3 separate regions of the Mus musculus genome follow, and all the other regions are linked to region 1. Evidence: chromatin contacts called from public promoter capture Hi-C data. All regions are on one chromosome and are shown on one strand. Each heading gives the region's core, a stretch centred on a gene start, on an enhancer-like site or on the middle of the called end of the contact. The rest is flanking DNA. Distances are from core to core; before and after follow the strand shown.

The links. Promoter capture Hi-C pulls out the DNA fragments that hold promoters and counts their contacts.
Region 2: a promoter capture Hi-C map of hippocampal neurons shows a contact between it and region 1, with 18 times the contacts expected there. The contact joins the promoter of Sdr42e1 here to the enhancer-like site in region 1. A contact is called at or near these places in 3 of 39 promoter capture datasets (hippocampal neurons, pre-B cells and stem cell-derived epiblast-like cells), 2 of 115 datasets of contacts at active chromatin or transcription factors (astrocytes and embryonic stem cells) and 3 of 9 other capture datasets (adipose tissue, liver and pancreatic islet).
Region 3: a contact with region 1 is called in a promoter capture Hi-C map of hippocampal neurons, with 18 times the contacts expected there. The contact joins the promoter of Hsd17b2 here to the enhancer-like site in region 1. A contact is called at or near these places in 7 of 39 promoter capture datasets (the 3T3-L1 cell line, cranial neural crest, embryonic stem cells and 2 more), 2 of 484 Hi-C or Micro-C datasets (cardiomyocytes and cerebral cortex), 2 of 115 datasets of contacts at active chromatin or transcription factors (astrocytes and embryonic stem cells) and 1 of 9 other capture datasets (embryonic stem cells).

Annotation. Positions count from the first base shown.
Region 1 is chr8:119,063,475-119,066,939 of GRCm38.p6, reverse strand. All of the region lies in intron 6 of Cdh13 (cadherin 13), which reads right to left. Among named protein-coding and RNA genes, the nearest start is that of Gm31893, 7.8 kb to the right of the region's middle. Within about 2 kb of position 1,974, at least 4 of the 459 cell types and tissues checked have an H3K27ac peak or open chromatin away from gene starts, as enhancers often do. A contact at or near this core is called in hippocampal neurons, where this site is marked.
Region 2 is chr8:117,671,882-117,675,346 of GRCm38.p6, reverse strand. Sdr42e1 (short chain dehydrogenase/reductase family 42E, member 1) reads left to right here and starts at 1,658. Exons shown (of 3, transcript NM_001357273.1): 1 at 1,658-1,747.
Region 3 is chr8:117,700,361-117,703,825 of GRCm38.p6, reverse strand. Hsd17b2 (hydroxysteroid (17-beta) dehydrogenase 2) reads right to left here and starts at 1,880. Exons shown (of 5, transcript NM_008290.2): 1 at 1,563-1,880. The coding sequence starts at 1,830.

The DNA.
Region 1 (3,465 bases), core at 725-3,224:
TTTGTAGACGGGTTTTGTATCTTGTTACTTTGCTTCAAGTGTGTGTTGGTGTTAAGGGCGGATTCTTGGGGCTCTCTTAAGTGTGCGACATGGGATACCTTGGCCTCTTCCTTTCCTATTTGTATACCATTTACTTTATTCCCCATGTCAGGGTTCTAGCTAAGATGTCAGCGACTACGTGGAGTGAGATGGAGATGGGGGACACTTATCCATGTTCCTGATATCAGAGCAAATGCTTTGAGTTTTCCCCCATTTAGTGTAGTACTTAACCTCTATTACATTGACTTACTGTGTGTGTGTGTGTGTTCCTGTGAGAGCACACACAAATGCCTAAGCATGTGTGTGCTATTGTGCATGGAGGCCGGAGGTGAAGGTCGGATGTCTCCCTCGATTGCCCTCCATTGGCTGAGTCACCTCACCAGGTTCTGAGGCATGTGTCTATTTCTAACCATATTAAGCAAAAGAACACAGACTCAGAAAGACACATAGCATGCATGGGTCATCTATCTCATGTAAATGAGATGAAGGTCACACTTAAGCTCACTGTCTCTCTGGAGACATATCAGCGGGATGGGTTCTTGGGTGAACCCTGCATACAAGGAGGATGATGTAAGAACCAGATACTGAGCCCCTGAACTCATAAAGGCTTGGAAAGAAACTCTAGTAGATGAGAAACACGGACTAGATGATACGCGTGTGGCGAATACAGGAGAGAACTTCTCTTTGATATACAGTGAGCTATTGACAGACCAAGCATATTACCTGGAAGTCAACAGCACCCCCACTTCCAGTCAGAGCTGAGCAACAGCCTCAGACGGCGGCAAAATGTGTTCCGGGCCCTGCCAGCCACATGTTCTTGCCCAGTGGGCGTGGCTTCTGTGGCACTGGACTTCTTGGTAAATGTCACTGGATTTGTACTGTTCCCTTTACGCCACCATTTACGTTGAGTGCATAAGTGTGTGTTTGTATTTGTGGTGGACAGATATATGGGAGCCAGGAGTTGGCAATGGCTTCCTTAGCCACTTCCACCCTTCTTTAACTTCTTTGTGAATGACAAGATCTGTCACTGAGCCTGGAACCCACCAACTAGGTTATGCCCTAGGAAGCCCCACGTTCCCACCTTCCCAGAGTGGGGCTCACAGGCACACAGCACCACTCCTAGCTCTTGTGTGAGTGCTGGAGACAACTCGGGTCATCACGCTTGTGCTGCAAGCATTTCGCTGATCGGTCTCTCTGTGCTTTTATGGACCAGCTCTTGCCTCATGGAAGCATTTAGGATTTTTGTCCCCAAGGATTGGACAAACATTTTAGTTGGAAAGGCTTATTATAGAACATTCTAGAGTATTGTAAGAGCAAACCACATTATAGATGATCGTTTTTATTTGAGGCATGTAAGTAGTGATACCTGCTCACAGGGATGCCACTGGCCAGTCTCTGTTCCTGTGGTCAAGTCTGACAAACAGACCCCAGTCCCCTCTAGCACAGGGCTGCGGGGCTGTGGAGGTTCATAACCAGGAGTGTTTTGTGTCTTTTCTCTACCCCACCTGCCATGCATCATTCTCCACACGAGGAATCCTGTCTTCGCATGTTCTTGCCAAGGCCACCAATAACCTTAAGTGATTCTGTCCTGTGTCCTTCCCTCAGAGGCTCCCTGGAGCCTCCCCTGCCTCAGAAAGATGGAGCCAGTAGTCCAGGCCAGCTTCCTCAGGAACATGAAGCCAGCATCCAAGGCCAGGTTCCTCAGGAACACAGAACCAGCATCCAAAGCCAGCTTCCTCAGAAACACAGAGCTGGTATCCCAGGGCAGCTTACGGAGGAAGATATCTTTTCCACTCATTCCTGCCTTCTTGCCTCCAAAAATCCTAGTTATTCTAAAAAAGTAGCAATAACCACGAGGGGCTTATCAACAGTAACAGCGGCCACTGTGCCCAGGCTCACAGGGAGCTAGCCACTCTTTCCAAGCTAAGCACAGAAGACTTGGCACGCATGACCCCTTCAGCACTTCCCCAGATCAACCATCTCCAGTGGCCTTGCCTTGTGCATTATTAGGCTTTCCCGTGGTTCACAGCACACATTAACTCACCGGCGCCATTATCAAGCATATTGTGGCATAAACACTGTTAGATGTTTTGAGGGGGTCGTAGAACAGATTCCTTTCCCGGCTTTCTAAACCCCGTCAATGCAGGTATATGGCCACCAGGTGGCAGTAAAGCACCACTACGGAGATTGTTTTGCCTATCTAAAGGTGGCCACCAAGATCCTCTCCTTTTATTATACACAAAGACACACTTTTGTTAAATGCTTAAGCAGCCTAGTTTAACTCCAGGTAGGGCACGTGACCTAATGACATCATCACCGTATTTCTGATTCAGTTACTCTTCGGGATATGAGACAACTAGAGTCCACGGAGTTTGGCTAGATAGTGGAAGGTCTTCTATCATTGACTCCCACTCCTGAGGGGAGGAGGAGGAGAACGGGGGGGGGGGGGGTGGAAGAGGAAGTGGGAAGGGAGGGGGGAGGAGGAGGACAAAGAGGACAGAGGCACAAAGCAGCTCCGGAGTTAGATGGTTCCTCTCTCCACACTTCCAGGGCTTGGCTTCCCATCTTCTAGATCTAGTGACCTGCCTGTGTCCACTTTCTGCCCCACCCCCACTCCCTACCCTGCCCAAGGCCAGGGATGCCTGAAGACAGTTTACAAAGCTGGAGGCTATGAAGGCTAGTGGTGGAAACTTGCTTCCTTAAAAGCAACTGAAAGTCACACCTCCCTGGTAGATGTTTTGTTCCATGGAAGTTTTTGAGCACAAAGCTTGAAGCACAAAACTTCAAGAAGGAGAGAGGTGCTCTTTTGGGGGCTGTTACCACTGCATACCCAGGGACTGGTGGCTCTAAGCTTGGTGTCTGGCTGTTCTGCAGACCCAAGTCCCTTCCACTCTACTGCCCACCTTTCCAGCTAACACTTCAGGGAAGACAGGCTCTCAAGTCAACACTAAATATTCCTTCCTTCATGAAAACTTGTAGCTGCTTCTTAGGACCTTTAGCTAGGAGATCTAGAAAGCCAACTGTGTTTCTTAGCTAAGTGATGGAGAGCCTGTTCTGAATTCTCATGATAAAAGGAAGGGCTGGGGGAAACATGATTATCTTTATCATCAACAAAAACACACTGTATGTCTGTAGTGTGTGTGTGTCTGTAGTGTGTGTGTGGTGTGGGGAGAGAGAGAGAGGGAGAGAGAGAGAGAGAGAGAGAGAGAGAGAGAGAGAGAGAGAGAGAGAGAGAGAGAGAGAGAGCGCAAGCACTGGGGGTACGGCTCAATGGGCAGGAACATTTGCTGTCAAGCATGAGGCTCCAAGTAGGGATCCCAGCAAACACTAAAAATGCTAGGTTTGGCTGCATGTGCATCAGGAACACAATGTTCCAGGTGTGTGCAGCAGAGGCAGGGGGATCACTAGGGCTTACTGGGTACAACA
Region 2 (3,465 bases), core at 409-2,908, 1.4 Mb after region 1:
TTCTTCTTTTCTAAGTTTGTTTGTTTGTTTTTTTTTTAATATCCCAAGGAGCCACAGAAAAGCTGTCCCTAAAGACCACTGAATACAACCCTATCTTCCCTCTCCTGAGGCCTACGGCCAGATGGAAGCTGAAGACCAGGCAGCCAAGAAAGTCAGGGTCCCACCAGCATCTTCGCTTTCTTCTTCTGGCCTCCATTTGTTTTTATGTCCTGGGGCTTGTGTCTACCTTTGTGACTTTATGTATATACATGAGGAAAACCAAGCTGTGGATGACATCATTCATGTGAGCCCATTTGAGTGAGTCTGAATATGGGACCAGTTCTGTTAACAAGGAAAGCACTTGGAGTCAAAAACCTTCATTTTTCCAGTTTCCAGAACAAAACTCTCTGACCCAGGGTCCCGTATAAGGCACATGTCTCTTTGGGCTATATACACATACTATGCAGCTTTCTTTAAGCCCACAGCTCTAATGAGAGGGCATATGGTGTTCCTAACAAGGAGAAAGCTAGCTTCCTCTCCTCATAGCTTCTAAGTCCTTCGGGAACGAAGGTTGGGCTTCGCTTGTTACATAGTCAGTGGCCATAGTAACAGGGAGCAGGGAAAACAAAATCAGGAACACAACAAAACATATCCACATATAGAAACCAAAGGTCAGGAAAAAAACAGGCTTTGAAAAAGTAAGTGGAGGGGCTGGAGAGATGGCTTAGCAGATAAACGCACTTCCTGCTCTTGCAGAGGACCTAGGTTTACATCCCAGCACTTAACATGGTGGCTCACAACTGGCCTGTAACTCCAGTTCTAGGAGATCTGTGGCATGTGGTTGCATATGTGCAGGCAAAACACTCATATACATAAAATTATATATATATAAATAATATATATATATATATATATATATATATATATATATATATATATTTGTTTGTTTTGTTTTTTGAGACAGGGTTTCTCTGTGTAGCCCTGGCTGGCCTGGAACTCAGAAATCTGCCTGTCTCTGCCACCCAAGTGCTGGGATTAAAAGTGTGCATCACCACTGCCCAGCTAAAATAAAATATTTTTAAAGAAACGTGGAGAGCGACTGTTCCCTTACTTACAGACCTTCATCTGTCGTCTATCCTTTCTCCAGCCAGAAGTCCATCAATCCATCCACCCACACACCCATCTATCCATGTTCTCAGCCATCTATCCACCATCTATTTATCCATATACCACCTCTCCATCATCCCATATACTTAACCCGCATACCTATTTACCTACACATCCACCCACCTACCCATCTTTCTACCCACCCACATACCCATCCACCCATATATTTTTCTATCTGCCCACATACCCATCCACCCACCCATCCACCTATCCATCTACTCACCTGCCCACCCGTCTGTCCATTCATCCGCCCACCCACCCATCCAAGGAAACCGGCTGAGCTAAACCCCTTCTTCGATCAGTTCTGCACTCATTAATAGAGGTACACAGAGAGATGGAAGCCTGGAAGCAGAAGCTGAAGGTAGGAAGAGGAGTCTAGATGACCCTCTCAAAAGATTCTGAAACTCGGAACTGCCTCAGCACAGTTTAAAACTGAGAAACCACTTGCTCATCATAGAGATGAGGGAACCTCCGGGCTTCCTAGAGAGACCCGGAAGCGGTTTTAGGAGCCAGTTTGACAGCTTTTGCTCTAGAGCGGGGGCAGCAAGGCACCAGAGGCTCTTTCGTCTTGCTTCTACAAGCCACGCTGTCGTCTGCCTCTGTGAGTGGTCTGGGGTCGCAAGGGCTGTCGTCACCCACGGGGTCCCTATTCTGGGATGGCAGGGCGGTCCTAAACGCACTTTGCCGGGCTTATGACGAGCCGGCTGAGGGTGAAAGGAGCCTGAAGTGTCCATTGAGGGTAACAGGTGGCATTTGAGAACGACAAGTAGTGGGTGATGATGATAGCTGGTAGTTAAGGGTCACAAATGACAGCTGAGGATAACTAATAGTTGCTGAAGGTGACGGATGGTTCTTGAGGGTGACAACGGTTGTAAGTATCACCAAATTGGATGAGTCTAATTGCCGCCGCCTCAGAACTGTGTTTAAGTATCAGTGGTATAACTTTAAAACTCCTGTAATAAACGAGCGTACCACGGTTGCTGTGATTTGCATTTTAAGGGAGGAGGAGGCAAGGTTAAAAAGTTGTCCAGGCCATCTTCAGCTACATATGCAGCTAGAGACACGAGCTCTGGGGTACTGGTTAGTTCATAGTGTTGGGCCATCATTGGGAAGAGAGGCCATTTGGTCTTGCAAACTTTATATGCCCCAGTACAGGGGAACACCAGGGCCAAGAAGTAGGAGTGGGTGTCAGGATAGCATTTGAAATGTAAATGAAGAAAATACCTAATAAAAAACTGGAAGAAAAAAAAAAGCTGTCCAGGGTCACACAAGTAGCTGATGGTAGATCTAAATCCAGGACCCAATTTCATGATTCCCTATATAAGAGTTTTAATGCTGTGTCACATGCCCCAATGCCTCATGGGAATAGATGAGGTAGCTCTTCCTTTGCCTTTCTGAGCCATTACAGAATGTGCCGGTTGTGAAACGATACACAGTCCAGATCAGTGTATGCTCCATACCTATTGCTTCAGGTCAGAGACTCTGGCCAGCCCTCTGGGACTGCTGGGGTTGGGACATGAGTGATGAAGTCAGGTGTCCCTTGGCCTAGTGGATACATAGAACCCTGTAATCCACTCACTCCCTATGGGACTTGGAGCTGTTGATCATTCTGTCTCTGGGCCCGAGTTTATTCACATGCAAAACGGGACCCACTGGTTAGCATTGTCTCTTTTAGGGCAGTGATGAGCACTCAAGTGACATAATTTATAAACACATTGTAGCGCAGCGCCAGGCACTTAGGAAATGGCAGGAAATGCCACGGTGGTAGGATGGAGTGTCAGGCATACTGACTTCCAGACAGAAGGAGGCATGAGTGTAGCAGAGAGGACGAGGGCAGTTAGAAGGCTGTGGAATGCTCATCTATCCAGAGCACTAGGCTCCAGTTTACCAGGTGCTCTTTGTCCCTGAAGACTGTTCTAGACCAGGAGTCTACATTCACATAGAGTTTCCATGGTGATTTGAAACACAGATTGGTTATGGTGACTATTAAAATGTTCATGGGATGAGAAGATGGCTTCGCACTTGCCATAAAGTGTTTGTCGTGCAAGTGTGAGATGGATGCTGGCCGTAGTGGCATGTATGTGAAATCCTAGCCCTGGGAAGGTGGAGTCAGATGGATCTCTGAGACTTATTACTGCCTAACTAACTGAGCCAAATCAATAAATCCAGGCAGTGAGAGACCCTGCCTCAAAACAAACAACAAACAAACAATAACAACAAATGTCTGTGCCTGAAAAGAGATGGCTCAGCTTCCAGAGGATCTGGGTTCAGCTCCCAAACCCTATTTCAGTGTTTCACAGCCCCTGTAACCCCAGATGC
Region 3 (3,465 bases), core at 631-3,130, 1.4 Mb after region 1:
TGCTTTCTCCTCTATCTTGGGATCTGCTGGAATCGCTCCTTCTCAGAGGTCAACTGAAAAAGTGTTAAACCTTGAATTGATCTCTGGATTGTCTACATTTCCTGTCGATTCTGTGATGGGCAGGATGCCATACCTCATTTATTTCCAGAGTTTCTGAGGCTGGGGATAGCTTCAGGGAGGGAGGGACTTGTGTAAGCATGAGAGCCCACGTTCAGATCCCTGGCACCCACGGAAAAAGCTGGGCACTGTGGGAAATGCTGGCAGCTCCTCACTGAAGAGCCAAAACCAAGAGGATCGCTGGGGCTTGCTTGTAAGCCAGGCTAGCCACTCAAGGAGCTCCAGAGTGGGGGAGAAATACCACCAAAAGGATAAAATGGGGAGTGGCTGAGGCACACACCCAGGATTGACCTCTGATCCTCAGAGAGAGAAAGATAAAGACAGACACAGACAGACAGAGACAAACAGAGACAGACAGAGACAGACGTGTACTTAATGGTTCTGTCTTCTTTCGTACAACTGGGAAATACAATAACTACTCGACTTCACTGTTGTATCTTAAACTCAGAGAAGCTGATGTCCTGCCCTTCCACACCCCAGCCAGAACCAAACCGTGCTCACAAGAAGAATCTTTGTTACTGGATTTAAAGTAAAAAAAAAAAAAAAAAAATTGATTCATCAGTCCACGAGTCCCCTGCTGACCACAGCCAGGGGCCCCAGCCACAGGTGATGACTTCCTTATGCAGGGGTGACACCCTCCTCACAAGGTGACTCTGCCGATGGCCTTTCCTCTTCTTTCCAGGCCTTTCTGGGTTAGGATCACTTGAGGGAATTCTAGTTGCAGCTTTCACCAAACAAACCCGTTTTACAACTCCAAGGAATCTAATTTGGCCGCCTCGCGCTTACTGCAGAAGAGCCTGCAGAAGAAGTGAGAGGCTGGCAGCTCAGCTAATGAGCAGCTAGCTCCGTGTGCACGCACTGCCAGTTTGATCTAATTAAGAAGCACTAATACACTAATGACATATAGAGAAAAGGTTCAAACAGGACAACAGGGTGGTTCGTGGTTCGGGACAGCAGCCTGGCAAATTGCAAAGGCTCAAAGTACAGTGGCGTCCCTAGACACACAGTATTGTGCCAAAGCTGACTGGCCACCTTCCTTCCATACATAGAGGGGTGACCAGGCCTAGGACCTAGATAAATAGTCACCTCAGAACAGAATAGCAACCAAGCCTGAAGAAGTCTGTCAGGTATTTCCTGGTACAAGAACACACGTGAAATGATGCTGTTTTACTTATTTATATTTATTCCTAGGAAATTAACACACTCATTGTATAGATCTGTGGCCCTGAGCAATTGTCACGTTTTGTCTTACCACTGGCTCCTTCCAAAGCCCATCCAAACCAAAGGACACGCAAAAAGGCAGTGAGAACCACTCGGGTATGTGCTGCCTGTCATTCACTCTAAGCACTTCCCACTCAAGCCAAAACTGACAGTGTCCCCCCACTGAGGACAGAGAGTATCAGACTCTTCTCCGCAGGACAATCACAGGAATGCTGGCCACTTACCTGTCACCAGCACGGCCTTTTGATCCACAGGTAACAAGTCTTGGTCAGATGAACTCATATACAGAAGAAGGAAGCAGGCCACGGATAAGAGGAACAAGGTGCAGAGGAGGGACAGACTGAGCAGGCAGGCACCTCCCCAGAGGCCAGCGAGACACACCGCCTGGCTCCGCAGCTGCCTGCCACTCCGGCATCCGCAGAGAAGCGTGCCCCCCAGCACTGCAGCGGCAGCCAAGCAGAGCCATGCTGACTCAGAGGCAAACGGGCTCATTCTCCACTGGCCTTCACTTGCTCTGGGCCAGTGAATACTGTGAGTGCAGAAGCTGGCTGGAGGCAGCCCAGGCTTATATGAAGGGAGAGGCAAGCGGGAGGGGGGAACGACAGCCCCCGCACCCTTTGAACAAGCATGTTAAAGGTAGTGATAGGGGAGACTACTCCCAGGATGTAATTTAAACTGTGCACTGTGATATAAATACCTGCTCATTCCCCTAAGGCACTCAACACTTACACATGAGCACACGTACACACACAAACACACACACACACACACACACGTACACACACACATACACACACACACAAATATACACACACCTACACAGACATATAGACATACACACATGCACATACACACAAATAGGCACATACACACAAATAGACACACACACATCGTAACACACAGACATAATACACACACGGACATACACACACATACAGACATACACACACTTACACATACACACATACACGCACGCGCACACGCACCCTCCCACCTGACAGATGTTTACTCAGATAATGATTGACAGACTTGGAATCACAAGAAGACAATCTCCTTTGGATGTGCCCTCTCTGTGTTGGTTGAGTTCTTTTGCTAACTCCGAGTGTATCTGTATGTGTGGCTGTGAGTGTGTGTGTGTGTGTGTGTGTGTGTGTGTGTGTGTTATCCAGGTAATCAGTGAAGCTTGGAAAGTGGATTCTAAGAAGAGAGCATCCCCGATCTGGCCTGTATCTGGAGGACTACTGCCAACTGAGACAGGTTAAGGGCTCAATGAGCCAAAAAAAGGCTCACCTTAGAGGCAGATGGAAGGTGCCTGTGTCTTCCCAGAGGGCAGTTGTGCCAGAGAGAGACCATAGCAATGACAATCAGACTGAGAGAAGCTGTCAGAACCAGTGCTCTGCTCAATTCTGACTCAGTCTACCCTGTTGGAGGCTCTGTTCTTGGTAGTAGGACTCGGTCTCCGAATAGGATGTCCTTACAACATTTCTATTCGTGTGGCAATAACGAGAGAGGCAATCAATAGGAGACTAGAGAGATTAGGAGCCGGAACGCAGCAGGGTGTCAATCCCCGGCATTGCCCTTTGAACCACCCACTGTCTGCTTTCGGTCAAACACAGAAAAGCAACCCCTCCTGTGCTAGTTCCTCCTTTTGCCCAGCTTGCATCTTACACAATCCTTTGTTAGAGTCAGCTTGTAAACTAGAAAATTCAGGCTGGGAGAGGCTGTACTTTATCCAAGAGCAAGGAATCTGAATCCACACACCTGTGACTCACCAGCTCAAGAGCCCTTCTGTAAAAACTGGAGAGATAGTTCAGTCTCTATATATAGGTATCTGGGTATTATATACCATGAGCGCGAACACACACTTACACATGAGCACACGTACACACAAACACACACACACACACACACACACGTACACACACACACACACACACACACACACACACACTCGGACCACCAGTTCCTATACTGACACCCAAGGGGAGCTCCCACGGGATTTGATGGGTGTGGTGCTTACTGGTGTCTGCCTAGGACAAAGCAGGATTCTAATAAAGGCTAGAAACTGAGAAAACTGGAGAGAGAGGAGCTCTCACTTTGTGTTCAGATGGCTCATTTTAAACCCAG